Regions from separate parts of the Sus scrofa genome. Here region 2 is linked to region 1. A link is a contact called in public HiChIP or PLAC-seq data. All regions are on one chromosome and are shown on one strand. Each heading gives the region's core, a stretch centred on a gene start, on an enhancer-like site or on the middle of the called end of the contact. The rest is flanking DNA. Distances are from core to core; before and after follow the strand shown. Region 1 holds the start of EMC9 (ER membrane protein complex subunit 9). Region 2 holds the start of AJUBA (LIM domain-containing protein ajuba).

Region 1 (7,197 bases), core at 4,569-7,068:
GGGTTACAGAGGACTGGAGTCCACAAGGGTCAGAAGAGAGCTGACTGCGGCCTGCAATGGGCTGATGCTAAAGTCTGAATGTCACTGCATGAGCCAGACGATGCCCGTGGAGCCAGGGTCCACACTGGCAGGGCAAAGGAAAGGAGGCCAGGTTGCTCCACCACCAAGTAAAGAAGGAAGAGAGCCAGATAAGGTTTATCACGGTCCCAGGCCGAGTTGGGAAAGAAGAGAGGCAGAGGGCAGTCAAGAGGAAAGGAGACGGGGACGCGGAGGTGGGAGGCGGGGAATGCAGAGGCGGGCACCGGCCTGGGGGCGGGGGGGGGCGGAGTCGGTAGGCGGGGAGTCGAAAGAGTGGCGGAGATGGGGAGGCGGGGCGGGGCGGTGTCGGGACGGTGGAAGCGCTCCTCTCCGGCTCTAGGGGGAGCCGCGACTGGGCCGCTTCCCCGAGCCCCTCCTCCCCCGCGTCTCTCCTGTCCCCGCCTCCTCCAGTACCTCCACTCCCACTACCCAGGAAGGCGGTGCGGGGAGCGAGCGCTGCTTTCGCTTTCCCTTCCCTGTGCCCACTCCTCGCTCCGCGTGCGGCGCTAGGCCCCCTCCCCGGCCATGGCCACGCTCAGGGTCCAGCCCGAAGCCCAAGCCAAGGTGAGCGCTGCGGGTTCGAGGAAGATGCCCATCAGGGAGGCGTGGCTCCGAAAGGCTGAAGGTGTCCGTGACCCGCCCCCCAGCCCCCCAGCCCCCCGACTCGAGTCGGGGTCAGTCATCCGAGCCCTCGTGAACCCTGCTGCCCCGAGCACCTGAGCCTGGGGAACCTGGCCAGGTCTGCTTGTCGGGAGAGGGAGAGGCGAGGCGAGGCGAGGCGGTCGAGGTTCAGCGGGGTGAGGTGAAGCAGAGCGCCGGCGTGGAGGGGAAGCCCGCTGGCCCCGGGGGCCCGGGCCCACACACAGACGGGGTGCCGGCCCTGCTCTGCCCCCACGGGAGGCCCGGGGCCCCACTCCACAGAGCGCTTGGACCCCGCCGCAGTCGCAGTGTCTTGCTTCCATCACTCCTCACGCAGCCCAGGAGACCCGAGGGATCAGTTCCCACTTGAACCCCTCAGCCTTCACCGCCAGGAACGTTCTCGTTCCCAAAACTTCTCCCCACCCGGGATCCTCTCCACCCTTCCCTAGGTCAGGCCCTACACAATCCTTAGGGTCCTCGAATGAACTGGCCATAACGCCAGGTGTCTGAGGGCTGCCTATGTCCTGCAGGTCGATGTGTTCCGTGAAGACCTGTGTACCAAGGTAAGACCTGCCTGGCCCGACCCACCCTTACCCAATCCCGCTGCTCAGCCCTTCCTCGCTGGACAGTGGCAGCCCTGCTTCACTGCCTAGAAAGGGCATTTGATTCTGAACCCCCCATCCCTCCCCACCCACACCACACAGACAGAGAACCTACTCGGGAGCTATTTCCCCAAGAAGATTTCTGAGTTGGATGCATTTTTAAAGGTACTGGGGCTGGGCAGGGAGTAGAGTGTAAGGGCCCCAAGGGAGAGCCTGGGGGGCTATGAGAGGGAGGAGGTGAGAGCTCGCCCTGCCCCCATTCCTTCTTCCACTCTGCACCAGGAGCCAGCTCTCAATGAAGCCAACCTGAGCAATCTGAAGGCCCCATTGGACATTCCAGTGCCTGATCCGGTCAAGGAGAAAGAGAAGGAGGAAAGGAAGAAACAGCAGGAGGCAAGTTGGGAAGAGCCAGAAGGAGGGACCCAACCCTCGGGAAAATCAGGCTGAGGCCTGACTCCCAAGTGCCCCCCTCTCCCTGCAGAAGGAAGACAAAGATGAAAAGAAGAAGGGGGAAGATGAGGATAAAGGTATCATTGTGGTGGAAGGGATTTGCATCTTACCTCCCAGGAGTTCCTTCCTAAGGATGCCTCTTCCCTGCCCCTCACAGCCCCAGCCATGTGACTGACCCAGTGTCCACCTCTTAGGTCCTCCCTGTGGCCCAGTGAACTGCAATGAGAAGATCGTGGTCCTCCTGCAGCGCCTGAAGCCTGAGATCAAGGATGTCATTGAGCAGCTCAACCTGGTGAGCCCTCCTCGTTCTACTCCCAGATTTCAGATCAAACCCTTTGTCCTCCTTTGTCCATGCCAGTTAGGGCATGGCACCTGCCAGCTCTTTACAGGCGAGGGCACAACAAGTGAAGCCAGAATACCCTGGGGCTCCGAACAGACCTGACATACTTCTCCCCACTGTGGTCAGAGAAACAAAGAAGGACAGGAACCTGGGATTTGGGGCGGGGACTAATGGGGCTTTGATGCCATTCCTTCCTCCCAGGTTACCACCTGGTTGCAGCTGCAGATACCTCGGATTGAAGACGGTAATAATTTTGGAGTGGCTGTCCAGGTGAGAGTGCTACCCCACTCTCCTGCCTTCCTTCTCTCTCCAGTCCATGCTGTCTTCCACTTCCCCCCTTGCTTTCTTTCCCCAGGAGAAGGTTTTCGAGCTGATGACCGCCCTTCACACCAAACTGGAAGGCTTCCACACTCAAATCTCCAAGTGAGTGACTTGCACCCGCATGCTCTGCCTTTGGCCGGGATTGAGGCCTGGGCTCCCTCCTCCTCCCACTCCACACCCTTCTCCTTCCCACAGGTATTTCTCTGAGCGGGGCGATGCTGTGGCCAAAGCAGCTAAGCAGCCTCACGTGGTAGGTGAGGCCTAGGTCAGGGTGCATGGGAGGAGGGACACCTTTGAAGTCAGGCCTGACCCGTGTCTCCCACAGGGTGATTATCGGCAGCTAGTGCACGAGCTGGATGAGGCAGAGTACCGGGATATCCGGCTGATGGTCATGGAGATCCGCAATGCTTACGTGAGCAGGGAAGGGCAGGGGTGGGCAGGGACCGCTTTCCCAGGCCACCCACTCCCTGATGCACGCCAGGGGGGTGAAGGGTAGCAGAGCTCACAAGGCTAGAAACGGGGAACATCCACTGGGGGCCTGTGGCTGACCGCCACTCCTCCCCGGCCCTGTAGGCTGTGTTATATGACATCATCCTGAAGAACTTTGAGAAACTCAAGAAGCCTAGGGGAGAAACAAAAGGCATGATCTATTGAGAGCCTCCCCTCCTTCTGTGATGGGTCCAGCAGACCTTCCTGACTTTTACTGGGGACTCCAGGCTTTCCCCACCTTCTGCCTGTTGAGGTTTCTCCCTCACCTTGCCTCCCAGGCACAATAAATATAGTCGTACCGTTGCCCAACAGCCCAAGTCTCTTTATTGAATCCTGGGCCTCCCCTCTGGCCCTGGCTCAGGTCTTTCCACTGGTGGAACCAACCCACTGGGTGATCTGGACGTTGAGCTGCTGGTTGGTCCAGTCCTCCCGGATGTCATCAAGATGGCAGTCAAAGTCCACAAGGTGCTGGTGGGCCCGGCCCTCTAGTAAGGCTCCCACCATCTGCCGTGACTCTTCCCAGTCCCTCCACATCACTCTGAAATAATAACCCCCATGGAGGTCAAACTCAGCAGGCATTGGGGCCAGACACTTGGCAGAGGTTGGGGTCTAGAGAAGGACCCTTGGGCAGAACCAATGACAGAGGAGGCCCAGGAGCTGTGGGCTTCTAAGAAGAGGTGGAGGGAGTGGGGCACTCACAAGTTCTTGTCCTTGGGGACCCAGCGGAGACCATGGTTCTCCAGGACGATAACTGGGGGCACATGAGGCTGGGGCACCAGTTTCTGATTATCCAACTGTGTGGACAAGGAAGGGCAGGTAAGGGTTTCAAGGATCCCTCTTCCTACTACTTTCTTTCCAACTCCCCACTCTGAAACCCAAGCCTCACCATAATGAGTACTGCGTCAGGAAAGAATTCTGCAATCCGCCCAGCGATTTTCAAGGCCAGGGGCCCAGGGCTGTGTAGAGGGAAGATCAGAGTCGTGAGGAGCCTACTGTGGATAGACCCCATCCGTCAGAGCTGGGCCTCCCAGGTCCCATAGATGTGGTTGCAGCAATGGCGTTTCCCTGTAGCTGGCCTGGGGGGTATCAGGCTTACTTGATGCTTCACGCTTAACTGCCCAAAGCTTGAGTGCTGTGGAAAATAGGTGCTCGGATACTGCTGGTGAGAGTGGAAATCTAAGATAGTCTTTTCTGGAGAGTAAGTTGGTATAACCAACCAAATTTATACTGTATACTATATATATGCTGACCCAGAAATTCTACTTATTAAAGAATTTACTGTAATAATAGGACAGTGTCTATAATAACGAAAAACTGGAAACAACCTCAATGTTTAATGTAAGGCATTAAATAAATTATGGTACATCGGAGTTCCCGTCGTGGCGCAGTGGTTAACGAATCCGACTAGGAGCCATGAGGCTGTGGGTTCGATTCCTGCCCTTGCTCAGTGGGTAAAAGGATCTGGCGTTGCCGTGAGCTGTGGTGTAGGTTGCAGATGCGGCTCGGATCTCGCGTTGCTGTTGTTCTGGTGTGTAGACTGGTGACTACAGCTCCAATTCGACCCCTAGCCTGGGAACCTCCATATGCCGAGGGAGCGGCTCAAGAAAAACACAAAAAGACAAAAAAAAAAAAAAAAAAAAGTTATGGTACATCCATACTGATGCTGTATAGCTGTTACGGTAAGGTAGATAATAGTGTAATGATGGAAAGGTGTCAGATATTTATTAAGGAGGAAAAAGCAAATTACAAAACAGTATCAGTTGATCCAGATACATGAGTACTATGTAAGTAGATAACTTTTTCTACATACAGCTGACTGGTGAACAACGAAGGGGTTAGGAGCAGAGACCCTCCTGCAGTTGAAAATCTGCAGGTAACTTTATAGTGGTCCCTCCATTACAGATTCTGCATGGGTATTCAACCAACTGTTTCACCTATTAAGGTCCGCAGGCAGCTCAAACCCATCTTGTTCAATGATCAACTGTATATATAAAAAAACTTTCTTTTTTAAAAAGTTGCTGCTTGGGTTTCCTTTGTGTTTTTTCAGCACTTGTGGGGGGGGTGCATCTCAGTTAAAGCAGGTGTCAGCCTGTTCTTACTGAAACGTAGTTGTCCTCCCCACCCCCAGGGAAACATGTTTCCTTACATTTCCTCACTGCAGTACCAGCCTAGTGCCTGATGTACAGTGCCTACTCCTAAGCTTTTGATGAAGGAAAAATGGAGAGAATGACTAAGAAGGGTTCTCTTGACTCCCCCACCCCATAACCCTTAGCCTTCTGCCTCTGGCACTCACCTCTGGTCGTCCAAAGCTGCATTGGCATGGTAGTACCCTGCCACTACCAGCCCGGCCTGCGCGCCCCACACATCCACCTGCCATGGGAAAGGGACCATCAGTAACTAAATCGTACCGCCCGCCCCGTGGGTGCGCACTATTGCCAAGAGGCCAGGGATGGGCTTAGGGCTGTTAGGGGCTGGTTAGGGTGGTAGGTGGGCGTCCAGCGGCGGCACCTGGTTGAGGGCGACCTCCAGCATGACAGACAAGGCCAGGTGGCTGTGGAACAGGGGGACACAGTCGGTGAGGCACAGGCATTCTCCCGACCGCGGCGCGGGCGCCAGCAATAGCCCGTTGACAGCGGCATGCGGGTAGCGGGCGGCGTGCAGACACATCTTCACGTAGGCCCGGGCGGAGATCTCCACCTCCCCCATGGCGAGCGGGGCCCCCAGCTCTCGTCCGCGAAGCCCCCTCCAACGCCCGAGGGCCCTCTTGGGCCCTTCCCCGTGCCTCCTCACTTAGGTTCGACAGTGGCGCTGACCCAGCTCAAAGACAGCCCACCGGCTCCCGCCGATCTCAGCCTGGCGACCGGCCCCCACCTGGCCCGGAAGGCGGGCGGCCTGGATTGCATGCTGCAGCACCGAGCTCCGCCTCCCCCCGCCCCCAAGTGGCGGCCACAGAGAAGAGCTTGCCTCGGGGACACGGAACCTGCGCCTCCAAGCCTGACCAGCTTCTGGAGTCCCGCCCACGTAATGATCTTTGATAGGTTTAGAGTGTCTCGTTTTGCCCAATCACCAACCGCATCCAATCTTGCCCCGCCTTTGTCTCCGGCGGCTGAAAAAGAACCCACAACGGTAGAGAGCTTCCCTCAAGCTGATTGGCTAGGCTACCCCACTTCGGCTCCGGATTGCAGGATGACTGCGTCTGTTATCTCTGCCGCCCGCCCCTACAGGCCCAGCTGGGTGGAGCCCGCGTCCCGCGTCGGGTGTCTTTGGAACCGTGGAACTTCGAACCAATGTGAGTACACAGGGGACGCCTGACTCCTACTATAGAATGAATGGGTTTGTGCTCTAGGGCGGCTCTGCCACTAACTAATGAGCCATGTTACTTTTGCAATCACAGGTTATCGGGCCGTTGGTTTCCTCAGTGTAATATCTACAGAAATAAAAACGGCTTTGACTGCAAGCGGGGGTAAAGGTCAAAAAGATTTTTATAGACCCATCCTTCCGATAATGTCCTGTGGTATAATTTCCTTAAGCCAAAATGTTTTGGGAGCGTTTTTTTCCCCTCCCAGCTCTTGAGAAGGAACCCAAGCATAATTTTCCCCGGGGAAGCCTCATTCTCTCTTCAGGCTTGCTCTGAGCTGATGGCAAGGGTGGTTTCTTTCTTCATTCCCTGATCTCAGCCGCAGAGCTTTCCCTCTATCTGTCCAAAGTCTGATTATTCCTATAAGGTTCTGCCCAAATGCCGCCTCTTTCAGGAAGAACTCATGAGACCTTCCACATGGAAAAAATCTTGTGAAATCCCCAAATACAGATTATCTTCATGGCTGTCAGGCCATGTAACTGTTATTTAGGATAACTTCTTAAGAACAGGATGGACCTCTTAACTCATCTCTGTCTTCCTGGCACCCCTCCCTTTCCCATCATCGCATTCACATTTAGTAGCTGGACAGAGGTGACACTTTGCTTTCTTTTTTTATTCGTCTTTTTGTTCTTTTAGGACCGCACCCACGGCACATGGAGGTTCCCAGGCTAGGGGTCCAATTGGCATTGTAGCCGTCGGCCTACACCAGAGCCACTGCAATGCGGGATCTGAGCCATGTCTGCAACCTACACCACAGCTCACAGGCAACCCCGGATCCTTAACCCACTGAGCGAGGCCAGCGATTGAACTCACAACCTCATGGTTCTTAGTTGGATTCGTTAACCACTGAGCCATGACGGGAACTCCCACTTTGCTTTCTGAATAAATGACACACACCAGAGGTGATCCACACAAAGTAC
Region 2 (7,178 bases), core at 2,484-4,983, 900 kb before region 1:
GCGCCCGCCTTTCCTGGGTGTGTTCCTCCCTCCCTCCACTCCCCAATTCCAGGCCCATGAGTGAGGGCTAGAGCCTGTCTTTGGGGAGCAGATCCCAACGGGCCCGACTCACCCCGCCGCCCCACCTCTCCCCCCCTCGGCACACTGCCACACTCCTTGCCTGTTGGGGCCCATCCCAGTCTTTGCCCAGGGGCTTGGGAGCCCGTGCGGCAGCTGCAGCGGCTGATGGGCCCAGGCCTGTCCTGCTCCCGCCCTCTGGCAGCTGGGCAAGGCTGCAGCCAAAGAAGAGGGCCCCTACTAGGGGCAGGAGGAGGAGGGTACAGTCAAGCTGAGGGTCCTATCAGAGGAGGCCACCTGGCCCCCAGGGAGAGGAGCCCCCCATAGACACACACACCAGGGTCAAAATGTGGCTTCCCCAGGGGAAGGGAGCTCTGCCCCAAGACTGCCATGCAGGGGGCCCTGTCAGAGCCATTTCTTTTTTCTTTCTTTTTTTTTTTCTTTTTGTCTTTTTAGGGCCGCACCCATGGCATATGGAGGTTCCCAGGCTAGGGGTCCAATCAGAGTTGTATCTGCCAGCCCACACCACAGCCACAGCCACAGCCACAAAGGATCTGAGCCACGTCTGCAAATTACACCACAGGTTATGGTAACGCAGGATCCTTAACCCACTGAGTAAGGCCAGGGCTCTAACCCGCGTCCTCATGGATACCAGTTAGGTTCGTTAACCACTGAGCATGATGGGAACTCCCAGAGCCATTTCTTTGGAAAGCCTTGGACATCTTGGGCAAGCCAACTGCTCAGGCGTGTCCGATCACCTCCTCTAACCCAGCATATCCACACCTAGGCTCTACCTGCCATTTTACTGCAATTTCTCCCAGATCCTCCCTTTTGGTTCTGATGGCTTAGTTGAAACATCTTTCCACCCATCAGCCACTTCTCCAGGGCCTCAAAAGGAAACTGCTAAAAGGATCCTGTCACTTAGTCTCCCTTGACCAAGGCATCATCTGCTCTGGGCTGTCCCTTTCGGGTGGGGGTGGAGTGGGGGGGGGGGAAATGGAGTTGAACTTGGCAGGCCCTTCCAGTCGGCAGCCCTGTTACCTCTGAACCTCTTCTCCAACTTTCCTTCCCTGGCTGGGTTCCTCTCCCTATTTATATTTCTAGCCACAGAGTTCTAGAACATGGGGCCCAGGGCAGGAACATGGATGGTGAGAAAGGTGAGAAGATGATGCGAACACTTTAGAGACCCACTGCCCTGGGGGTGAGGCCTCTACTTCCTGTACTTCCTGTCACAATCAGATTAGCTGGTTGTTTTAATATAGTGATGTGGTACTTGTGGGTCTTGGCTGAAAGATGGTTCAAGATCCCACTGCCTCCAGCCTCCCTCCATAGCTGAGACATATGATCAATTAATACTTCTGGAAGGTAACTGCGTGGGGGCGAAAGGTAGCGGTCAAGTTTCTTTAGCAGCAGGAAGTAAGGGGCTACTTCGTGCCTGAATTCTGAGCGGGTTATGGCCAGATGCGAAGGCCAGGTTATTTCTGGCAATTTTACACATTCGTCAACCATCCACGGGTGATGCTGTCCGGGTGGCCAAGACTTCTGCCCTGACTTCCGGAGGATGGGGAAAATAGAATCTGAAGCCACCAGCTCTTAAATGCCCACGCAGGCACCCGGCCAGCAGGTCCAGCAGGTCCGGGGCCGGTCAGCAGTAGGGTCCCTGCTTTTCGTCCCAGGGCTTTCATTCTTTCCTCGGGCTCCATATCCCCGACCGCGGCAGCCACAGCTCCGCGCGTGTTAGGAGGCAGCTCCCCCACCCCCTGCACCTCACCTCCGCCCTGCGCCGCGCGACCGGCCCCGCCCGCGGGCACCTGGAGCGCCCGGGCAGGAGCCGGCACGCACGCTGCCCGCCCGCCCCGCCCCCCACCCGCGCATTCCCCGAATTCCTGCGGGCGGAGCCTGGGCCCGGGTGGGGGCGCGGCGCGCAGGAGCCTGCAGGGGCACCACCGCCGAGGGGGTAGCAAGATGGGGGATGCTCTCACGGCCCCACTTGGTCCCCTCCCTACGAGGCCTCCTACCGAGAAAAACCCAGGCTCTAAAGCTTGAGGAACTGGAGATCACACAGGGAGGGGGTGAATTTAGCAGGAATAGGGTGCCTGTGGTCCATCTGAAACCCAGTGGGAAGGGAATTCTTCTCTTGCCTCTTTCCTAGCCCTGAGTCTCTGCCTCCGACCTCCTGGCGCAGGCAGTTTTGGCCGTCGGGGCAGAGGGGAACCAAATGCGGTGACGGGTCCCTCCCCGTCCCTCACCACTTCTCTCACTCACCAAAGTAGTCTTCTCTGGACTCCGGCTCCCGTATCCGGGTCCGGGCAGCCTCCTGAACGAACGCACCCGGCGGCTCCTCAAGACCCGACGGCTCAATTCCCGAGGGTTCCCCGCGGGCGCCGGCTTCTCGCCCACCTGTGCCCCCTGTCAGGCGCAGCAACGCTGTTAGCTCATCCTGGTATCGGGCGCCAGCGGCGCAGTCCCCGTAGCCAGTCACCGAGTGTCGTCCGGGTTGCGCCCCTCGTCTCTCCAAGGGCCCAGCCGCTCCTACTCCAGCTCCGGCAAGAGCTCCCGGGCTGCCCAGGGCCGGGGGATATGAGTGGCGGCTTTCCTGGCAGCCGAATCCGGCCGGCCGATGAGCGCACAGTCGGTCCAGGGCAGCGTGGAGCTCGGGGTAGGCGGACGGCACCCCTCCGGAGGAATAGCCTGCCGGAACCCCAGCCAGGGGTGGGCCAAACAGGCAAGGCCCGGCAGGCAGAGGACTGCCGTGGCGCTGGTCATAGCCCATGCTGATGCCGCTGGTACGATTGCTGCAGGGTCGGCTACCTCCGGCTCCACCAGCCCCCGCCCCGTCCAGCAGCAGACTGCCCCGGGGGCTGGACGGCTTGCTCGCGTCGCTGGCTGAGCTACTGGCAAAACTGGAGCGGGGGCTTAGGGCTGGGGCCGTGGTCTCCAGCCGAAAGTCAGGGGGCAATGACTGAGGTAGAGGCAAGGCCCGGGTGGGAGGTGGCACCCCGGGAAAGGAGGCTTCGTAGCGCTGCGCCTCAAAGGAGCCGCGGGGGTTCCGCTCAGCATCCAGGGGGCCTTGCTCCCGGGCTGGCTCCAACGGCTCATCCCCAAGTCCCCCAGTAGCTCCACGGGGCCCTGATTTCCTAGGTCCCCCTAATCCGCTCTGACGCCCCTTTCCCGGCCCGGGGGTCCCATCAGACCCAGACCGGCTAGATTCACCCTTTCTGCGGCCGAACTTGGCGCTGCCGGAGTCCGAGAGTCTTAACTTCTCTAGCAGGCGACTGGCTTTCTCCCCTAATCGCTCCATGCCCTCGGGCCTGGGGACTCCAGCCCCCTCCCCGCCCGGCACCCTGCAGCGTCTCGGTGGCCGCTTCTCTCTCCCTGCGGCTGGACTCGGGTTCCCCGGGGGCACAGGATAGGCACCGGGATTTAGCGGGTGGCCTGGATGCCCCGCGCCAAGAATCCCGCAGCATCCCCCAGCGACAGGGGTTGCGTCCCCCCGCGCATCAGGGGTTAAGCAAGGCTAGAAGGGCCGACGGCCGTGGCTGTGCCTTCCGCAGGTCTATCTGTTCACGAGCCGACTCACCCGGCAGCCCCACTCTCCCCGGCCCCCGCCCCCCTCGCTCTCACACTCAGCACGGACCCAACTTCTCTCCCAAACTTTTGTCTGCCTGGCCGGATCTACTTTCCTGGAGGGGCGGGGCGCTGAGTGCGAAAGAAACAGGGGTGTCGGCGCAGGAATCTGGTGCGCCGGAGGAGGGGAGAGCGGGTGCTGGTGCCAACTGTCCTGGAACTGGAGATCCGCCGACTGACGGCTAAAAAAGGGCGAGGGGCAGTTTGGGCAATAGCTACTACACCACTCAAGAATTGGGACAGGAAAAAGTGGGGGAGGGGAGGGGAACTCTTTGTTTGTAGTTGGAATGCGCGGAGGGGCACCGTGGAATGTCGCGGCCCGGGACCCGGCGACGCGAGGCTTGTTCTGCGCAAACACCGTGACTTTGTTCCTAGTATGAGGACTGCTGGAGAGATGAGGAGGGACTGATACAGAAATAGTGAGACAGGGAGAGAAAAGAAATGTAGATACACAGAGAGGTTCAGAGCGAGGAAGCCCTTATAGAGAGGTTGTGGAAGACAGGTATGGAAAGAAAGAGAGCAGACCAAAGGGGATCGATCGCGGGTGTTGCAGAGACCGAAGGCTGAATAGGCCAAGAAAAAGACAAATTTGTGCGAATCCAGAGAGAATGAGAGACAAACAGATAAGCTGCAATGCAAAGACAACTTTCTGAATCCAAAACTCTGCAGTTGGAGGGAGGGAGTTTTAGAGTGTGTGTGTGAAAGGAGAGAGAAAAAGGCTTGGGACTAATCTCTACCTTCAGGGTAGGGCTGATAGAGGGATCGATAGACACCCCCTGGTGTTGGGAAATGAGATTTTTAGCAACTATTTCTGGTGACTGGGGATAGAAGGCCTGGTTTTTAGGGGTAGCAAAGGCCTCGCCCTTGGTTGGCCCACAGGAGATTGGTGATAAAGAGTAAGTATCAACTTAAGCGGAAGAAAAAATATGTTCTTTAGAAGAGATAGCAAGTGAAAATGATCAAGGTGGAAAAGCAAAAGAGGCCAATCCTGGCCATACTAGGAGGCTCAAGAATAAGGAAAAGAGGAAGCCCTGGCTGAAGCTGAACATACCTGATTAAATATCAGCCAATGGATTTTGCCCAGACCAGCACATCAGGGGCATGGGGTAGGGTGTGGGGGAAAATGGAGAGGGAAAATAACTCCTTTGCATTTGGATAGTAAATTAGTATGAAAATTATATGCAAACAAATCATGCATATTATTTTCACTTCAACATTCTGAACACCTTTTACAATCTTAGTGTGGCCTTAGGGAAAGGGGAAGGAAAGGAGGTTAATATCTTTGGGGAAATTAATTTGGCACAAACTGTTTGGCTTCTCTGCCCTAGCTGCATTGTCTCCCTGCCCTCATCTCTCCTGAGAATCAGCCTCTTTCCCTGGTCAGGGCTACAGCATCTCTCTGATCCAGAGGAGAGTTTACTCTTAGGGTGGAAGCAAGGAGGACTGAAAGCATTAGTAACCCAGGGGAGCTCTCAGGTTGCATCCAGAACCTGCTGTTGCGTGCCATCTTCAGAATCAGCCATAAGCTTCTCCCTCCTTTCCTGTCTCCCCATGGGGAAGGAGAACCTGGATGCTTCCTTCCAATTACCTACATTTTCTAACATTTGGGAGCTTTGCTCCTTTGGCGTTAGAATGGGAGAGTAAATCTTATGAAAAGTTGAGATGCCATTAAAGGAGGCCCATCCGGGAGCTGGTAGTGGCAGTAGTAGGCACAGTTGGGATCAAGAACTTGGGTGTTCAGGGGATGACAGGAAGCAGACACAAGTGAAAGGGGGACACTCTGATAGGGCAGGTGCCAGCAGTGCTCATGACCTCGGGGTAACCACTCTATAGGCTGAACTAGAGCCAGGAGCTCCACAGGCCCTATTCTCCCTCCCCAGGACTTTAGGCTCTATATACACAGATGACTCCTCAGTCCGTATCTCTAGCCTAGACTCTCTTGGACTTAAAAACTCAGCTGACGACTAGCACCTCTACTTGGTTGTCTCAAAGGTACACAACACCCTAAACTGACCTCACCTTCCCTGCCTCCCAAAACTGGCTCCTCCAGCATTTCCTGAGCAAATGGCGCCATTAACCACTTAGCTACTTAAGCCAGAAATCTGAATATTGACCTTATGTCCCCCTCCCTTAACCTCAAATCCTATCACCAAGGCCTATCACCAAGTCTTGTCAATTCTGCTTCCAAATTATCTTTCAAATCTGTCCTTCCCTCATCAACATCACTACACATACACACACACACACACACACACACACATGCACGCACGCACGCACGCACGCACACACGCACACACGCACACACACACACACCACCATCTCTTCTCTCCTGGACCACTGCAAAAGTCTCCCTGCTGAAGCTTTCTCCCTCCCATCCATCTCATACCCTGAGGATCATATTTCCCTGTTTAAAACCTATCAGTGATTGCTCACTGCCCTTGAATTAGAGTCTATACTTTTAAAGTATTTCACAGGGTCTCTCTACCTCTCCAGTCTCTTCTCTCAGCATCACCCCCCCCCACACACACACCTCCCCAAACAGCTCTGCAGTAGAATTGCACCTTGTCTGTGCTCCCTCTTGCCTGTGGACTTTTGTACCTGCAGTTCCCTAGGTTTGGAAAACTCTCTTGGCCTCTCCTTCCCTTCTGGTTTAAATACCACTTTAGGTATCAATTAAATTTTTTTTTGTTTTTTTTAGGGCTTCACCCTCTGCATATGGAGGTTCCCAGGCTAGGGGTCCAACTGGAGCTGTAGCCGCTGGCCTATACCACAGCCACAGCAACGCCAGATCCAAGCTACATGGCAACGCCAGATCCTTAACCCACTATGCGAGGCCAGGGACTGAACCCACATCGTCATGGATGCTAGTTGGGTTTGTTAACTGCTAGGCCATGACGGAAATTCCTTTTTTTTTCTTTTTAGGGCTGCACCCAGGGCATATGGAGGTTCCCAGGATAGATGTCAAATCAGAGCTGTAACCACTGGCCTATGTCACAGCCACAGCAATGCCAGATCCAAGCTGTGTCTGCAGCCTATACCACAGCTCATGGCAGCACTGGATCCTTAACCCACTTGAGTGAGGCCAGGGATCGAACCTGCGCCCTCATGGATACTAGTCAGATTCGTTTCCGTTGAGCCATGATGGGAACTCCCAGGTATCAATTTAAGTACCGCTCTCTCTGAGAAGCCTTCCCAGACCACCAGAGCAGGTTAGCTACCCCTGCAATACAGAGCCATGGCACCCTACACTCCCCCATCACCCTGTCACAATTTTCACTTTATTGCCTTTTTAAATGCCTGGCTTCCTGACTAGACAGTAAAACTTCTGATCAACATCTAACCCGATCAACAGTATGTCCAGAGCTCCTAGATGGTACCGTCAGACCCCTAGTAAGTAGAAGTAATAGAAAGCTGGTTTACTTCTCAATCCACCTAAAATGCACACATTTCGTATGTGAATGTGTGTGCATTCTGCATGTGCACTCTTGTGTGCG

The links. HiChIP or PLAC-seq counts read pairs in DNA pulled down with a chosen protein or histone mark.
Region 2: a contact with region 1 is called in an H3K27ac HiChIP or PLAC-seq map of skeletal muscle, with 7 times the contacts expected there. The contact joins the promoter of AJUBA here to the promoter of EMC9 in region 1. A contact is called at or near these places in 1 of 47 Hi-C or Micro-C datasets (skeletal muscle) and 1 of 2 datasets of contacts at active chromatin or transcription factors (skeletal muscle).

What each region holds. Positions count from the first base shown.
Region 1 is chr7:75,157,855-75,165,051 of Sscrofa11.1, reverse strand. EMC9 (ER membrane protein complex subunit 9) reads right to left here and starts at 5,818. Exons shown (of 5, transcript XR_002345919.1): 1 at 5,710-5,818; 2 at 5,213-5,289; 3 at 3,806-3,875; 4 at 3,619-3,713; 5 at 3,135-3,457. It overlaps PSME2 (proteasome activator subunit 2), which reads right to left. Exons shown (of 11, transcript NM_214279.1): 11 at 7,186-7,197. It overlaps PSME1 (proteasome activator subunit 1), which reads left to right and starts at 521. Exons shown (of 11, transcript NM_214304.1): 1 at 521-642; 2 at 1,248-1,280; 3 at 1,422-1,484; 4 at 1,602-1,712; 5 at 1,801-1,846; 6 at 1,964-2,061; 7 at 2,311-2,379; 8 at 2,465-2,532; 9 at 2,626-2,680; 10 at 2,756-2,842; 11 at 3,004-3,222. The coding sequence starts at 604. The coding sequence ends at 3,084.
Region 2 is chr7:76,059,564-76,066,741 of Sscrofa11.1, reverse strand. It overlaps AJUBA (LIM domain-containing protein ajuba), which reads right to left and starts at 3,733. Exons shown (of 8, transcript XM_021099246.1): 1 at 2,323-3,733. The coding sequence starts at 3,358. C7H14orf93 reads right to left here. Exons shown (of 7, transcript XM_021099247.1): 7 at 4,865-7,178.